2 separate regions of the Mus musculus genome follow, and region 1 is linked to region 2. The links are chromatin contacts, called in public Hi-C maps. All regions are on one chromosome and are shown on one strand. Each heading gives the region's core, a stretch centred on a gene start, on an enhancer-like site or on the middle of the called end of the contact. The rest is flanking DNA. Distances are from core to core; before and after follow the strand shown. Region 1 overlaps Gm34873 (a long non-coding RNA gene). Region 2 holds the start of Crbn (cereblon).

Evidence for each region. Hi-C and Micro-C count contacts between places; a contact is called where the count stands out from the background.
Region 1: a contact with region 2 is called in a Hi-C map of the Ba/F3 cell line, with 2.3 times the contacts expected there. The contact joins the enhancer-like site here to the promoter of Crbn in region 2. A contact is called at or near these places in 4 of 484 Hi-C or Micro-C datasets (the Ba/F3 cell line, embryonic stem cells, myeloid progenitors and 1 more) and 2 of 115 datasets of contacts at active chromatin or transcription factors (acute myeloid leukemia and bone marrow-derived macrophages).

What each region holds. Positions count from the first base shown.
Region 1 is chr6:106,978,074-106,982,552 of GRCm38.p6, reverse strand. The region is part of intron 1 of Gm34873 (a long non-coding RNA gene); the gene reads right to left. Among named protein-coding and RNA genes, the nearest start is that of Gm34873, 8.0 kb to the right of the region's middle. Within about 2 kb of position 2,617, at least 6 of the 459 cell types and tissues checked have an H3K27ac peak or open chromatin away from gene starts, as enhancers often do. A contact at or near this core is called in the Ba/F3 cell line and pancreatic cancer cells, where this site is marked.
Region 2 is chr6:106,798,666-106,803,586 of GRCm38.p6, reverse strand. Crbn (cereblon) reads left to right here and starts at 3,500. Exons shown (of 11, transcript NM_175357.3): 1 at 3,500-3,596. The coding sequence starts at 3,530.

The DNA.
Region 1 (4,479 bases), core at 1,368-3,867, 180 kb before region 2:
AAATGTCTTACATAAGTTTTATTTAGTTGCAAAACTATATAATACGGTTTCAAATCATCCATTTTGCTCAGTGAGAAGTGACAGTCATCTTGTATCTTTTGTTTTGTTTTGTTTGTTTTCAAGACAGGGTTTCTCTGTAACAGAGCCATGGCTGTCCTGGAACTTACTTTATAAACCAGGATCTCTCAGAAAGATCCACTTGCCTCTGCATCCAGAGTGCCTGGGTTAAAGGCATGCACCACCACTTGCCATCATGTTTAATTTATAAGGTTAGGGAAGATGTTCATATCCTTGCTGAAGGGAATGTGGATTTACTTCCTGAATAACATTTAAATGCAACCTCGTCATTCAGCCATCCATTCATTCCTTTCAGACTGGCTCATTGGTTTCTGTATCATTCAGTCATGTATCTATTCATTCCAAGAATGATTCAATGGTTTCTGTACCAGTTATGCATTTTTTCTTATTATTTAATACCAAAGTAGTCTGATGTTTTCTATTATGCACTATCCAATGGTACTAAGTGAACATGAAGTAGTCGCTGTTTATGAGGAATCTAGTCTAACAACAGGAGCTGATATGAAATAGGATATATTTATGGAGATCCATATTTCTGATAATCAACTTTCATACATATTTATGTTAGTCTCTGTGGCAAAATACCTGGGAAGATAAGCTTACTCCTAAACAACCTCTCCTTTTGCAGTGTGTTAAAAATAAGATGTGGCATAGAAATATTTGTGCCTTGCATGGAATCTACAGAGAATTTCCTCTCATAATCCTTTGTCACTTCATGTGGTAGCCATGGATATTTTGTTTCCCTTTAGTATTATGGTAAAATACATGTAAATTAGACTGACTTAATAGTTTTTAAAATGTGTGTTCTAGTGGCATTAAATACATTCCTACTGTTCTGCAACCATTACCACCATCCATCCCCAGAAATCTCCACATTGTGAAACTGAAGCTAACTCCCTGCTTCCCCCTACTCCAGCACCTGGTAAACACCATTCTATTCTTCGCCTTTGTGACTTTGACCAAGTACCTCATAGATGAGGGAGTGTATTTTCATGACTGCATTGTGCTCATGTTTCATCTATGTTGTAGAATATGTCACAATTTCCTTCCTCTATGGTGCTAGGAATAATCCATACAGTTTGATACCACACTTTGCTTATCAGTTCAGTTGGTCTGTGGTCAAAGTTGCTTCTATGGTTAATGTCATTTCCTTTTTAGCTGACTTTTAACTACACACCCCCATTCATCTGCCAATAGATACTTTCTAAACAGTCACTATGTGAAAGTCTATAATACAAATAAACTATCAACTGTTCTTGTTTGTTTGTTTGTTTGTTCAAGGCATGGTTTCTCTGAGTAGCCCTAGCTGTCCTGGCACTCACTCTGTAGACCAGGCAGGCTCAACTGATTTTAAAGTTAGTGACTTTTTTTTTTTTACCGGGCATGGTGGCGCACGCCTTTAATCCCAGCACTTGGGAGGCAGAGGCAGGCGGATTTCTGAGTTCGAGGCCAGCCTGGTCTACAGAGTGAGTTCCAGGACAGCCAGGGCTACACAGAGAAACCCTGTCTCGAAAAATCAAAAAAAAAAAAAAAACAACCAAAAACAAAAACAAAAAACAAACAAACAAACAAATAAAGTTAGTGACTTTTTAACATTGTGTTATACTATTCTATAGCAAGTCAAAACTCCCAAGTTGTGCATTGTCTGAGCTGGTTTTATTTTGCATTTTATTTGAGTTGTTCAGAAACACTACAATGTTTGTGGAATTGAATTAGATAACACTACTTATCAAGCAATTTCTCAGCATGAAAGTCAAATTCTGCTTCCCTTGGCGTGCTTTTATAAAACGGCCGAGGCAATGCAAATATAATTTTAAAAACATACACATGTATAGTGCATTTCACATTTGCGTGACTCACTTATGTTTTTCCTTCCTTTTTATGGAAAGAGGAGGTGGAAAGAATGTGTTTAATAAGCAAGTTTTCTCCCACTGAAATAATTCCATTACCCAACAAATAAAATTTACGGCAAAATTATACATGAGAAATTGTCAGGCAAGTGTTCACAATGGAAGCTTCACTGTGGGCATCTATCAGGAAGAAACGCTAGCTGCAAGCCCAATTTGCTTATACAATAACCACAAAAGCAGCATGCATTTCTAATAAGCAATGTCACAGGGCTGCCACAAGTCGTATTTTGGTTCATGAATGCAAATGCAGCCTATGTTTTCAAATGCAACAGCTACTCCAAGACAGAAAGAACACTGTTTTAAACAATGTACTGCATGAGAAGAGATTTTATTTTTGAGAGGAGAATATGAGTCTTGAAATAAGCAACCGTGAAAAGATAGTAAATCACTGTGGTGACTCCAGGGAATTTTATTTACTATGCAATTTTTCTTCTTTCTTGAAAATTCATATTTAAGGTATCTTTTGCTGAGACACTATTTCATACTCAAAAATCCATACTCATTCCTTTCTGAAGTGAATGAGCGTTTTCTAATGATATTTCTTTGAAAATGACTTTGAGTCAGAAGGACGTTACTCACACTTTTCTGCTTAGTCACAAGTCCTGGGCTAGTTAATTCCAGCCACAGAATCTAGGCTATGGAAATGAACTATGGCTTTATTTCTGAGTGACATCATCTTCCTGGTTTCCTCATATAGTTATAAATCCATTGTCTTTTCCCTACAAAGTCTTTAGGATGCTCTGATGGAAATGCGATATTACTCAGCTCTTCTCTCTTTGGATTTTCATCATAGTTTCAAATCAAGACACTGGCAAGACAGGTCAGTTGTATCAACTTGGTCTTTGCTTTTTCTTCCTTTCAAAGGATCAGTGGAATAAATCTCCTTGGCTAGCACTCACATTAAAAGCATTCCCAATATAGCAGCTAGAGTGAAAGGCAGATCTTAAATAATGAGTCACACTATTGATATCAATATGCATTCAAGTGAGAAAATTATTGTTTGTATAATGCTGTAGCAGTCATCAGTATATATGTCTGGCTTATTTAATGGAAATTTAAGGTCCCCAAGGTAGGGCTGAAGAGAAGGAATTATGATAGGGTACCCTCATGGTTTATCAAAGACTGTGGTCATCCTTACTTCTGTTGGTTTCTGGAGGTATTAGTCAATACCTCATTGCTTGAGAGGATGAGCCCTAAGGATCGGTAATGAGAGACAATTAATTGGAATTTTAAAAACTGGCATGTAGCACAATTTTCTGAGCATAGTGTGATGTCAGTGAACATATGCACAATATATAAAAGGCAAAGTGTAACATACAACTGTAGTGCTCTTAGTTCCTTAGTTCTGTCTCTATTTACTTAATTTTAAACAATAAAAATAAAAAGTCTTAGGAATCACAAATGAGGGCTGTTTCTTTCTGGGCAGGTGTAATTTCCACTGAAGCCCTGAAGGATGTGTTTTCTTCACCTTGGCAACTGTCATCCACTGCCTTTTCCCAAAACACTCAACAATTTCTCCAGTGCTTTCTCCACCTCTGATCCTTTTATTAAATCCTCCATCAACATGCAAAGCTTTACATATCTATGGCTTAAGGAGATTTTATTAAATGGAGCAACAAATGCCCACCCTGTACAATAGAAGAGTGGGGTTTCTATGGTTACTTCCAATGCCAGTCTCCTGCTTATGTAAATTGTCCTCTTGGCAAATGTGAAAAATAAACTGGCCCTAAGGACCAGCATCACCCAAAGACTTCATTCAGAGCCAAATTTGCAGCTCAATAAAACCTTCACTCCTTTCTCCTCTTCTCCAGTTATCTCTGTCACTTTGTTTATATTTAAACATTCTCTTCTTGCTCTCTTAGTCTCCCTTGTGAACTGGCAGAATGGGTGTGACTAAATAGTGACTACTGGAAGTCTGTTTTTATTTGATAGATTGTCACCAGAGTTTACTGACAGTTACTCTTTGTTGAGAAGTTGTAATAGGTAGGTGCTATGTATAGAATCAGCACCCAGGGAGCTGAGCATGTAAATAATGAAGAATAATATGGTCATCTAATAGGTGAATTAAGAGTATTAATTTCATTATTCGGGTGTCAGAGTCCTACACTTCAACTTGTTCACTCATATGAAATAAATTGCTTCAATGTGTTTTTTTAAGAAGTGTAGAAGTTAACCTGGGATTAGTGAGAGGAACTCTGTAAAAAAAAAAACATATGGAAAATTTGAAAGAAGACTTTATGAGGAAACTAGGCAAGCTAGATAAATAAGTAGGCTGACAAACTGACAATGAATCAACCAGGAATACTTAGAGTTCCTACAACTTAGTACCAAAGTAGGAAAAGTAAATTTAAACCAAGCACATTAAAGGGAGATGGTCAAGTGCACAACTTATATGGCAAGGTGCTAATCTCATTAGTCATTGGGGAAATAAAAAATAAGATCACGGCTGTATATATGCCAGTATGCTTTAAAGAAGAAGAAGGAGAAGAAG
Region 2 (4,921 bases), core at 2,251-4,750:
CAGTGGGGACGTGCTGCAATTGGGAAGTGGCCTAATAATCCATCAAGAGAGAAGAGTAGTGGAGAAGCCCCATCTCCACCTTCTTTGAGTAAAATGTATAAACTTCTGTTGCAGGGAGCTGTTGGTGTTGTGCCATTGTAGCAAGAATATCCAACCACTTGGATACAGTCAACTGTTACAGCAACACCAAGAAATCAGAAGCAGGAGAAGGATGGAGCAATTACCATCCAAAAGGTGAGGAAGAAAGTGGAACCTAGAGCCGCTTCCTGTGCAGTGATCCTCGGCTGTGGTAGAAGAGTCACATGCCATTCGAAATATCCAGGTGAGTCATGAAAACAATTTCGTACGAAAGTCTAAGAACCATAAATTGCACCACATTTTACCATCTTGCAAAATCTTCTCTACTTTACCTGTCAAGGCAGAGATGGATGCGGTGGTAGGAGGTCGCAGTAAATTGAAGCCCTAAGTATTGTCCCAAACAATCATTTCTCACAAATAACCCAACCTCTGTGGAACCTATATACACTCTGGAGGACCAGAAAATATTGCAGCAGCTGTGAAAGCTGCATATAACAATTTCTTCCAACCCTGTATTATTCTACATATAACTGAAATATGAGAGTCATTAATAAAATTGTTGACACTGAGGAGGCCATGAAAGATGCCCTGCCTCTGATGATATTCCAGCTTACAGAGCATGTTTCCCCCTTTCCTCCCCTCTAGACCTGTGCAGAGCAGACAAGATTTATCTTTTATCCACCTGTAACTGGGATTTACAGCGTGAGATGCTGAAGTACGCATCTCACAGCAATAACTGCCAGACCCAGCATTTGACAGAGTACTCTAAAGAAAAGATGTCCTCCTACCTGGCTTACTACACACACACACACACACACACACACACACACACACACACACACACATGCACACCAGTATATGATCATGGTTCTTGATTACTTCTAGTATGTAGGGCTTTAATACAAGAAGTGTGCTTGCTTCAGTACTTTTTTCCAGTGCCACGTCTTGTGAGCCTTACTGAAAGGTAAAGCTACAGATACATGTGTCCACGTTAGAGGGATGACAGGAAGAATGAAAAGAACTAGGTAGTGAATTTAAAGGGAGCAGAGATAAAAGAAAATCGGGAAAGACATACAAATGGGGGCTCTGATGATACTGGAGCATGGCTACAAGTGAGAAACAGGAGAGAGAGAGAGACAGGGGGTGGGGGGAGAACTTTTTTAAGTTCTTCCCAATGATTCCTTCTTTCCCAGACAATTCTTTTTTTTTAATTAATTAATTAATTTGTTTTTTTCACTCCATATTTTATCCCCCGCCGATCCATCTGCAGGAGGTATGAGATGTGGCACAGACAATTCTTGACTGACTGACTCGGGGTTCAGATAATTGAAAGGCACTTTTGAGACACCACCAGCAAAGTAAGAGCTTCCTTATTTAGAGACTACCTACTCTGGGCTAGGGAGGATGCTCGGTTGCTGAAGTGTTTGTTGTGCAAGCATGAGGACCCGAGTTCAATCTCAAGAATCTATATTAAAATGTACTTTTTAATCCAGTCGTGTGGTAAGCTTCACTTGTAATATCCTCCAACACAACAGAGGCAGAGACACTGGATCCCTGGGGACCACTGGGGAGTCACCCTGGCCTAATTGCTTACTCTTAGGCCAATGAAAGACATTGCCACAATAAACCAGGTGTATTACTCCCAAGTAATAAAACTCTAGGTTGATATTTTGGCCACCATACTCACTGACACACTTGCTCCCCTGTGAACCAAAAAGTGTCATCTTACACATGCACAGATAGATATATAAAATAGAAACCAGATGCTTGCTGAGATAGAAAATTCTGCAGCTAAACAATTTATTGAAATTCTGTGAACTGTATTTAAATTGATCCAGCGACAACAAAAATATGTGTGTGTGTGTACAGCTATGCACATTCATTCATCACTTGGTTGAACTTCTTGTTCTCTCTTTAACAGTCACCATCTATGTTCCATGCTCTCTGGTGGTCTAGACCTGAATTGTCCTCTTACTAGCGAGAAAAACACCTTAACTCATTACAATGGCTCATGCAGCTGTTTTTAACTCGATCATAAAAGGCATCAATATTGTATATGCTATTAAAGGGAATACATCTGGGACATTTGCGTTCTGGTTTTAACATTGGGTAAACTGAGTCCTGGGGATATAAAAGTGACTTGGCCAAGGCCAGAGTGACTCAGGGACAGAAGGCTGAGTGATATGGAATTGATAGTGTTAGGCTGAACCCCTGCTCTTCCCCTGTACAAGCTGGGAAACCCAGTCTACTCTCCTTCCCTGATCCCCAACCGCGGAGTGAAAACTCCACCTCTGTCTTGGAGAAAACTCCGGGCTAACATGTCAGCATTTCCTGGAACCCACCCAAGAGTGGCTGCCAGGGGATCAGTTTTTAACCAGGTATGGGCAACAACCCCATCTCCTAACCAACAAGTAATCACTCCTCACCAAAACTCTATAAAGTCACGTTGCTTAAACCTGGGTGTTTGACTTCACTGACCTCCACCTGTGAGACCAGCGAACTCCCCTTAGAGCTGCCTCCTGATAACTATGCCTTTACCTACTTTTAATCTGGTCTAATCTGGCCTATGTGTTGGTCACCATAGGAAACGCCTATCGGATCCAGTTACCATTCCAACGTGTTTTTGGGTTGTGAATTTTTTTTTAATGCAGCATTTTTTTCTTGGGGTAAAAATGTCTTCAAACCTCAGATTCATTAGTTTACTTTTTTTTCCTTCCTCTTATTCTCTGCCTACTACCACTACTTCCTTCTTTAGATATCGTTTGTCATTCCATTATTTTCTTTTCTTCAGTGAAAACGTGTTAGAAATATATTGTATACACTCTTAAAATTGGAAAAAAAAAATCCATCCACAACTCCAGTGCTAGACAATTCTCTTTCTTTTAGCATGTTGTAATTGTTTTTTACCATACATTGATCCATTTTTCTCTTAGTGAAGCCATTATGACTAGGCTAGTTTATATACTGACAGTTTTATTTTCCAGGTGATTATCAGCCTTTTTTGTCCTTGCAAATCTTTGCTTCATACTGATACATGTTAATTTGGGGCTATATCCGAGGGCTACTGAAATCGTTTTAAAAATCTGCTATATTCCAACGGCCCCTGGAACAGTCCATACTTCCAGACAAAAGAGGATGCTGTATAAGGACGTGTTTGCTCCAAGTGGACACTAAAAACACAGACTTGGGTTTCCCACCTGTCAAAACGTCTTTGTGGCTGAGAAGGGAGCTGTGTAACTTGTGTGGGGTCAGTGGGTCATGGATAACTTTGGGTTTCTTGTCCTCCTTAAAGATGGTCCTCTTCATTTGGCTCCGCTGTGCCGCTCTCGGCTCGCCTCGTTGGAGCCGCCAGGGGGCGCTGTGGCCCGGGAGCGTGGCGGCGGCGTATCGCAGACCCTCCCCCTGCGTGCCGGCACCGCCCTTTCCCAGGCTCCTTTGCGGGTAAACAGACATGGCCGGCGAGGGAGATCAGCAGGACGCTGCGCACAACATGGGAAACCACCTGCCGCTTCTGCCTGGTAACCTCCGGGACGGGCGCCTGGCCGTGGGTGGAGACCGAGGACCGGGGCCGATCCCGCAGGGAGGACGGGGACAGCTACTCGGGCGCAGCGGCCGGTGGGAAGCCTCCCGTGTGAGCCTCGCCCTCCGCAGCTCTGCGCTTTCCTCCCGGCCTGTCTCCTGGGCTGTCGGGGATGTTGGGGCCACGGACTTTGGTTTCCCAGAGCAGGGACCCCCATTCCTTTCCATCTTTCTCCCAAGCCGGCCTCCCTGAAAATTTTGTGGGAGTAGGCGAAGTTGAGAACCGGGTGACATTAGCAGCCGTTACTTTTCCTGCTCATCTGCTTTCTCATAAGACTGACAGCTAACATGCAGTAGGCATTTGCACGTCGTGGGCCCCGCAGTGAATGCTTTGCGTGCATTTCTGCTTTTATTATTACACCTGTCATCTGTCCAGAGCCTTGCTTATGGAGGAGAAACTTATCGACGGGTTGTTAAATGTATACCATCCAGTGACGTGGAAGGTCACACAGTTGCAGATAGGGCTGCGCGGTGTACTGATCTGCCACCACAGCTGGTATCTCTTAGCTATCTCTCTGTGGAGGTAGTTATTTAGCGGTTTTTCTCAGGTCTGCAAATAATATGCCTACTTTTAGGGTACTCAGGAGAACGGTATTACCGATTTCTCCTGCTTACTTTATGCCTTTATGGTTTATGACAACTTATGTTGCAGTATTGAATGCTGAAAGTGGATGAACTAGTGGTACGGACTGTTCTTAGAATGCTGTAGAAACACAGACTATTGCCAGAGCCTTTTGGTTGTAGTTAAAAGCCATGCAGTCTGTTAACCTTGTTTGTAGGAAAAACATCAGTCGGCTACTTTTAGGAGGGTCACAGTTAGGATAAGGCTATTGAGAATAATTACAATCACAGGTGCAGTTCATTTAGAGCCATATAAGCAACTGCTGCTGGGTGTACTGGGTTTGTGTTTTTTGCTGGATTGGATACCAGGCACTCCCAAATCCTCTGAGCTATGTCTCCAACTCCTGCTGTGATTTTCATGGGTAGGGATTATTGTGGGATTTGAAAATCTTGTGATGGAGATTCACTTAGGGTTCATTTGTGGACTAGGTTAGTCCTACATTGTTGAAACCGTGCATCCTTAGTCATTTCAGTTAGGAACTTTTTTGTGTGGGGTGTGAAGAAATAATTTCAGGTTTCAGTTTGTTGCCTCAGAAGGTGTGCTTCAGGTGTGAATGTGTTCCTTGGTGGTAGTGTAGACAGAAGAAGAAATGCTGGGTGCAGGGCCAGTGCATAGAAAGCACCTTTTCTGTAAGCCACTGGT